Regions from separate parts of the Mus musculus genome. Here region 2 is linked to region 1. The links are chromatin contacts, called in public Hi-C maps. All regions are on one chromosome and are shown on one strand. The core of a region is the stretch at or near the end of the contact, and the rest is flanking DNA. Distances in the headings are between cores, read along the strand shown.

Region 1 (3,305 bases), core at 412-2,911:
TTCATATCTGGCTCAAGTATTGGTTCTAAAAAGTGGGTTTGGTCTTGTGGATGACAGAGAGCCACTATCACAGGACTGGAAAAACAGCCCCAACTGCTTGTATCATCATACTGGGTCAGCTGCATCATCTTTCTGCGGAAAGAATGCCCTAATTATTCTGAGTACCTTCAGAAGCAATCAGTAAATCATTGGAAGTTACTTCACGTTTCTGCCCATTTGACTCGTTACTGCTCTATCACATTGCACCTTATAGCGTTGATGAAAAATTCTTTCAGCTGACAGAAATTCTGTGCCTTTTTCTTTTCTCTGTAGCTTAGGCAGACCTCTGGTTCTATCCCAACACAGCAATCCTCTTTGTGCTGGGATAGAGTGCTTGAGACACTATGCCACACTCCCTTATTTCTATCCCAGAAAGGTTCAACTTGGGCTATTTGGGCTTCTCTTTTCCATGCAAGTGGCTGACCCTGGTCCTGTAGTCTCTTCTGGAATGTCAGCTGTATTTGGGAAACATAAACCAACATACTGACACCCAGAGGACTAAAACCTGTCCTAGATGTGCCCCAAGACACCAAGGCAAGCGGTGACACTCTGGAGGCAGTGATAGCTGTCATTATTAGGAATCTCTGAGTTGCAGCCTTCAAGCCACTAAAACGGATCTGAAGTCTACCGAGTAAGTTTTGGGAAAGTGAATGAGCTAATCTTTCAAAGACATATAGCCCAGTGTAGTGCCAGGAACACAGGCAGGGGACAGCGTGCTCTCTGTTCTCACCTTTCCTCTATCAGTTTGCCTTTGAGATCAGAAGAAAGGAAAGGGGACGGAAAAGAATACAGAGTGCTGATTCAAAGAGATTAAAAAACAAACCAAAGCAGGTAGACTTCTCAGTCAAGGCAGTCCTCTAATTAAAAACAAATAAACTACCTAGCCTTTTGGGCTGGCTGAACCCCCGGTGAAGGTGCTTGCCAAGGGCAACTGGTGGGACTCCAGAAAAGGACCCAAAAAGCTGTACCCCCTCCCCCCAAAACCTGGCTGTGCCACAACACTTTCCCAATTTCTTTCGCTCTGCATTCAAAGTTTAGACAGGATGAGCAGGACTTTGGCAAAGAGCGTTGACCGAGGCAGAGGTCAGCCCCACAGGTGCGGCAGCTGCGTGGGGAGGGAGACTTGGCAGATGTCCACGCAGGCCTCCCCCCCCCGCCCCCGGCCTGGCACGTGGATTCGAAGGCTGCTCCCCGGGTTTCCAGCGCAACATCTGGGCGCGCTGTAGCCCGGGAGGAGACGGATGGAGTGGCCGGTCAGCGGCGGGCCAGCTCGGGGAGCTTCCTGTCCCCCTCCACCGTCGGAGCGCCACAGATGCCTGGGAGTTGATGAGAACCAAGGCGGCTGAGAAGCCCCTAGGCGCCGGGGCGGGGCGGTCGCAGCCCGCTGACCAGCGGGGAGGAGGGGCGCCGAGGTCCTAGGTGGCGTGAGGGCGGGGCCGGGGGCTGGGACCCCGCGGGAGGGAGCGCCGCGCCCGCCGCGCTGCCATTGGCCGGGAAGCCTTGGAGCAGGCGAGGGGGGAGGAGGCGGCGCTCATTGGTCGGGCTCGCCGGCCAATCCCTGGAGGCCCGGGGGTGGGTGGGGGGAGACCAGGCTGGGGGCAGAGCGTGCGGAGCCGCGGAGCGGGCAGCGAGCAGGGCAGCCGGTCCCAGTCCAGAGCGACCCGGAGCCTCCGCGGGACTCGAGTCCTAGCGAACCTCGAAGCATCATCCGCGTCCGTCTGCGGCGTTCGGGCTTCTCCGGCGCCGCGCAGGGGAGCGAGCTCGTGCATCACCCGCGCGGCCGCCGCTGGGGCTAAGAGCAGGGACACCGAGGGTGACTGACCGCTAGAACTCTTCCAGTCGTCCAAACAGCCATGACCCACTTCAACAAGGGCCCTTCCTACGGGCTCTCCGCCGAAGTTAAGAACAAGGTACGCGCGCGGGCGGGCTGGGGGTTTGCCGCGGCGGTGGGGGCGCTGGGAGCCGCCGCGGAGAGACGTCGAGGCTGCGGGAGAGAGAGATGCTCCTCGGCTCGCGGAGCCTGGCTCGCACGCGTTGGTGCTGGCTTTGTTCCCGCGCCGCGGCCCCGGCGGGCGGTGGGGGTTCCCGGACGCCTGGAGTCCCGCAGCGCCGCAGGGCCCGCTCCAAGGCTGTAGGGTGCGCCCCTCCGGGAAGGGGGCGCTCCTGAGTGGCCTGTGGCCCTTAGGCGGGGCCCTGCCTTACGGCTGGGTCTCCGGGAGTTGCCGCCCCCGCCATCCGCCTGGGCTGGGGCTGCCGCGGGACCCTGCGTCTCCTCCCATTCCATCCTGGCCCCCTCCTCCCACAAGCGAAGTTGGGCGGTTACGTGGCCAACCCGGGCCCCTCATTGTTCCTTTCCTCCTCCTCCTCCATGGGAGAGTGTCCCGCCGACCCCTGGGACCCGCGGGCGGAAAGGGAGCCCGTCGGTGGTGCCTTGATGCAATCGCCGCTGGTGCGGGAAGCCCAGACAAAGCCTGAACGCGCAGCCTGCGAGCCGGATCAGCTGTAGATGAGAGACTTAGAAATGCAATCCTGAGAAGTTTGCAGCGCGTTGAATTGTCACGATATCTCGGCAGGGTCGCTTTTGTTCGAGGTTTATTTGCTGTGGCGGGTTGCAATTTTGGAGTGATTGGAATCTGGCTGCGTTGCTTTGCTGTGTACTCATCTCAAGAATGCACCAGGGTTTATCTTTCAGACTTTTGGCCTGGAAAAGAGATGAGAGGCGCCCCCCTCCCCAAATCCTCTCTTTCCTTCCTCCCTGCCTGCATTCCAAGTCCATGACATCAGGGGTTTCGGGGAGTGGGGGTGACCAGCCAATCGGCGTGGAACTGCGCACAGACCGCTCATTGTCTCCCTTTTGCTGTTCCGGCCAAAGCGCCACAAAGGAGGGCTGCTGTGGTTTAATTCCCATTAACTTCCCGGGAGCCGAAGCATGTCAGGATTGTCACCAAGCTGTCCCACCTCCGGTAGAATAGTTTGGCATCATCAGGGCTACGAACACCCCTGGAGTTGCGGGTGGCTGGGGTGTGAAGGGAATTTCATAGAAGTAATGAAGCGTACCGTTGTTAGACCCAAGCGAGAGTGGTTTATTCTTTCCTGATGTATCTAGCGCACCCCTTTGTAGTTCATCTAGAAGATTCTAAACAGTCTTTGAAGCTAGGGACTAAATTTTATTCTGTGTTCAAAAATTGTAATCTTTGGGGGTTTTTAACCTTTTCAAATGTTTTGTCTGTATAAAAGTTTTCCTAAAGAGGCAGAAAAGTTAGTTT
Region 2 (2,915 bases), core at 299-2,798, 220 kb after region 1:
TCAGCACCTCAGAAATTGAGGCAGGGGAATTTGAGAATTTGAGAACTTCAAGGTCATTCTAGGCTCCATACTGAATTCAAGTCCAGCGTATATGAGAGTCTCCCCAAATCCCACCTTCCAGTTACTGCCAACTTAGCTTATTTCAGAGAGAGACCAAAGGCCCCCATAGGTAGCTCCTCGCTAATTCTCAGCACCATTTAGAATCCATTGGCACATGCATCATTCATTGCTTCTGTTTCTGCACTTGTACAATTCACCACTTAAACCCTTCAGTGTAAGCTCCTCGTTTGTAGAATTCTGAAGGTGGCTCCACAGAGGCCCTTCCTGATGACCTCTTGACTTTGTTCTGCCACCTCCCTCTCCCTCTCCCTCTCCCTCTCCTCTCCCTCCCCCTCCCCTCCCCCTCCCCCTTCCTCTCCCTCCCCCTCTCTCAGCCTTGGCTATCTTCTCTTCTTCCCCAAGAAGACATCTCCTCAATCCTAGCCTTGAGCAGGCCCCGCATCCCTGTTTCCATCAGACACACTCTTAGCAATTTTGAAATTTCTAAAGGGCTTATATAATCACAGCAAAGTGATTGATTGTATAAACCAGTAGCTATTTTCTCTCCAGTCCTGAGCATCTGCCCAAGAGGGCAGAGATCTTGACCCCAGGAGCTCAGCACTGTGTCTCGCATATGCAATAAGTTCACAATGAATAGAGAATGGGGGTCACGGCAGGGCAGACTTTCTGGACAACTATGCACTGAATATAGGGAGAGGGCAGCCAAAGGGTGCAACATGGGTGGCTTGTGAGAACAGCCAGAGGACAGGCTGGCAGGCCAACTCCGCAAGGAGGCTGAGACATGATGCATTTCACATAAAGACCTCGGACGGCCCCGCAGCTGGGCTCTGCAGTGTTGAGTGAAGAAGAAACCTACAGCGATTGGCTTTCTGGTTCTGTATTTTTCAGAGTGATTAGAGGGAGGGCAGTTTAGCAGGGAATACAGGGCTGGGTCATAGCTAAGGCGGTAAAGAAGCATTCCCTGACACTTTCCAAAACCTGCTTTTGAAAAAAATGAAAGCCAAAAGAGGCATTGTGCGTTTGTGATCCCAGTTCTGGGAGGCAGCGGCAGGCAAGACACCCGGGCTCCTTGTCCAGCCAGCCTATCCTACTCACCACTGAGGGACATGTGGGTGAGTCTTGAGAAACAACAGGCAATGTTGTCCTCCAGCCTATACATGCATATGCACATATCTGCAAGTAAACTTCACACACACACACACACACACACACACACACACACACACCCCACCATTTGGTCCCTAAGTTCTGGGAATTCCTCATGAAGCACACTGGAGAGGCTAAACTCAACCTTCATACTGCACAGCCCAGGGGCCCCTGGTCTCCTGGGAGCTTTAGGGGGTTTGTAGCTCCTCTGGGGGGCTTCTGATGGTTATGGAGTCAGAGAGAGTTGGATTCATAGCTGTTTCTTACTTACCAGCTGAGAGAACTCAGGAAAATGGCCTTTTTTCCTGAGCTTCAATACTTGCCTCTCGTAATGGTTTAGTTACTGAGTTAGTAGAAATATTAACTGGCCCTAAGTGCATGCCTGCTGGAGCATACGTATGAATAATAGCTAAAGTCACTGGTGGTTAATAACTCAGTTTGACTTTGGTCCTGTGTATGTTGACTTTGTTTTGGTCAAATAATAAGTAAATCATTGTGAAGTCGGCGTTACAGTGAACAGGGAGCTTGTTTCTTAGTCCTCCCATCAAGTTCAGTGTAACTGGGGTGCTGATTCAGGCTCTTTATGGCTGTGATTACCCCCTGTAATCACTACTGCCTTCCTCAGTGGGAAGGGAGGATGTCCCCCATCCTCCTGCCCACAGAAAAGACTGCCCTCAGGTGTAAAGTCCAATTACTGGGCGCAGTTGGGAAGAACACACACAGAGGTGCATTCCTGAGCCCTGAGCGTGGGCCCTTGTTTGTCCTCTCCTTATAAGGAGTGAGTTATCATCAGCCTTGCAGGAAGGTCACGGCTGTTTCTCCCTCCTCAAGTGGCTGAAATCATCCTTCTCCTCGGAGGGGTGGGGTAGTGATTAAGCAGGCTAACCATGCCAGCGCTTTGCTATCCAAGTATGAGGATGTTTACAGACCTTGTGACAGAGGTGGGGATTTTGTCTGATCCTGGGGACTCCCAGAAGACACACCAGAGAGTCCCCCACCACTCATCCAATAGTGGAAGATCAGCTACAAAGGCCCTTTCACCAGCTTGTGGCCATAAAAGTTGGCCTGGTAGGAAGAGCTGGAGCCCTAACATCTTTAAGGGTTGAGGGCTGTGCCTAGTTTCTGGCCACATCCTCTGTATCTTAAAGGGAACAGACCATGCCAGTTGTTCACACTGCCAGGATGCTTTGCCTCCCTACTGTCTAGAAGCACCACTCATGAGAACCTTCTGTGAATGTGATGGAAAATAAAGCCTGACTCCTTTAAGATGTTTCAGGCAGTGTTTTGCCACAGAGATGAGAAGGGTACTTAAACAGACTGCTTGCCTTTCTTTGACATTTATTATTAATTGTTGCAAAGCAAATAAAGACAACAGGCCTGGGGGCACAGCGATGAATCCTGGCTTTGGATGGGATAGTGTCTCCCAAAACCTCCCATCCAGTGCAACCATACTGAAAAGTGGTAGGTATTCAGGAAGTGGGGCGTAGAGGATTAGAACTAGAGGAAGCAGAGAATCTTCAACAAGAGTGACTTGCTGTGCAGAGGCGAGTGTGAACCCCATGTGAGCTCTCACGGCTTCTCTCATGGCTTGATCCTCTCTGCACACACTACTACTGCTGCTCCCACACACTCTTCTAACCAGAGGTGTCACTTATCACTGAATGACTTAGCCAGAAGGCCCTCCCCAGAGGCAAACACATAGAACTGCT

What was found. Hi-C and Micro-C count contacts between places; a contact is called where the count stands out from the background.
Region 2: a contact with region 1 is called in a Hi-C map of Sertoli cells, with 4 times the contacts expected there. The contact joins the promoter of A730020M07Rik here to the promoter of Cnn3 in region 1. A contact is called at or near these places in 1 of 39 promoter capture datasets (the 3T3-L1 cell line), 2 of 484 Hi-C or Micro-C datasets (the HL-1 cell line and Sertoli cells) and 1 of 115 datasets of contacts at active chromatin or transcription factors (pancreatic cancer cells).

Annotation. Positions count from the first base shown.
Region 1 is chr3:121,424,880-121,428,184 of GRCm38.p6, forward strand. It overlaps Cnn3 (calponin 3, acidic), which reads left to right and starts at 1,662. Exons shown (of 7, transcript NM_028044.2): 1 at 1,662-1,949. The coding sequence starts at 1,893.
Region 2 is chr3:121,644,905-121,647,819 of GRCm38.p6, forward strand. A730020M07Rik (RIKEN cDNA A730020M07 gene) reads right to left here and starts at 1,549. Exons shown (of 3, transcript NR_036458.1): 1 at 1,478-1,549.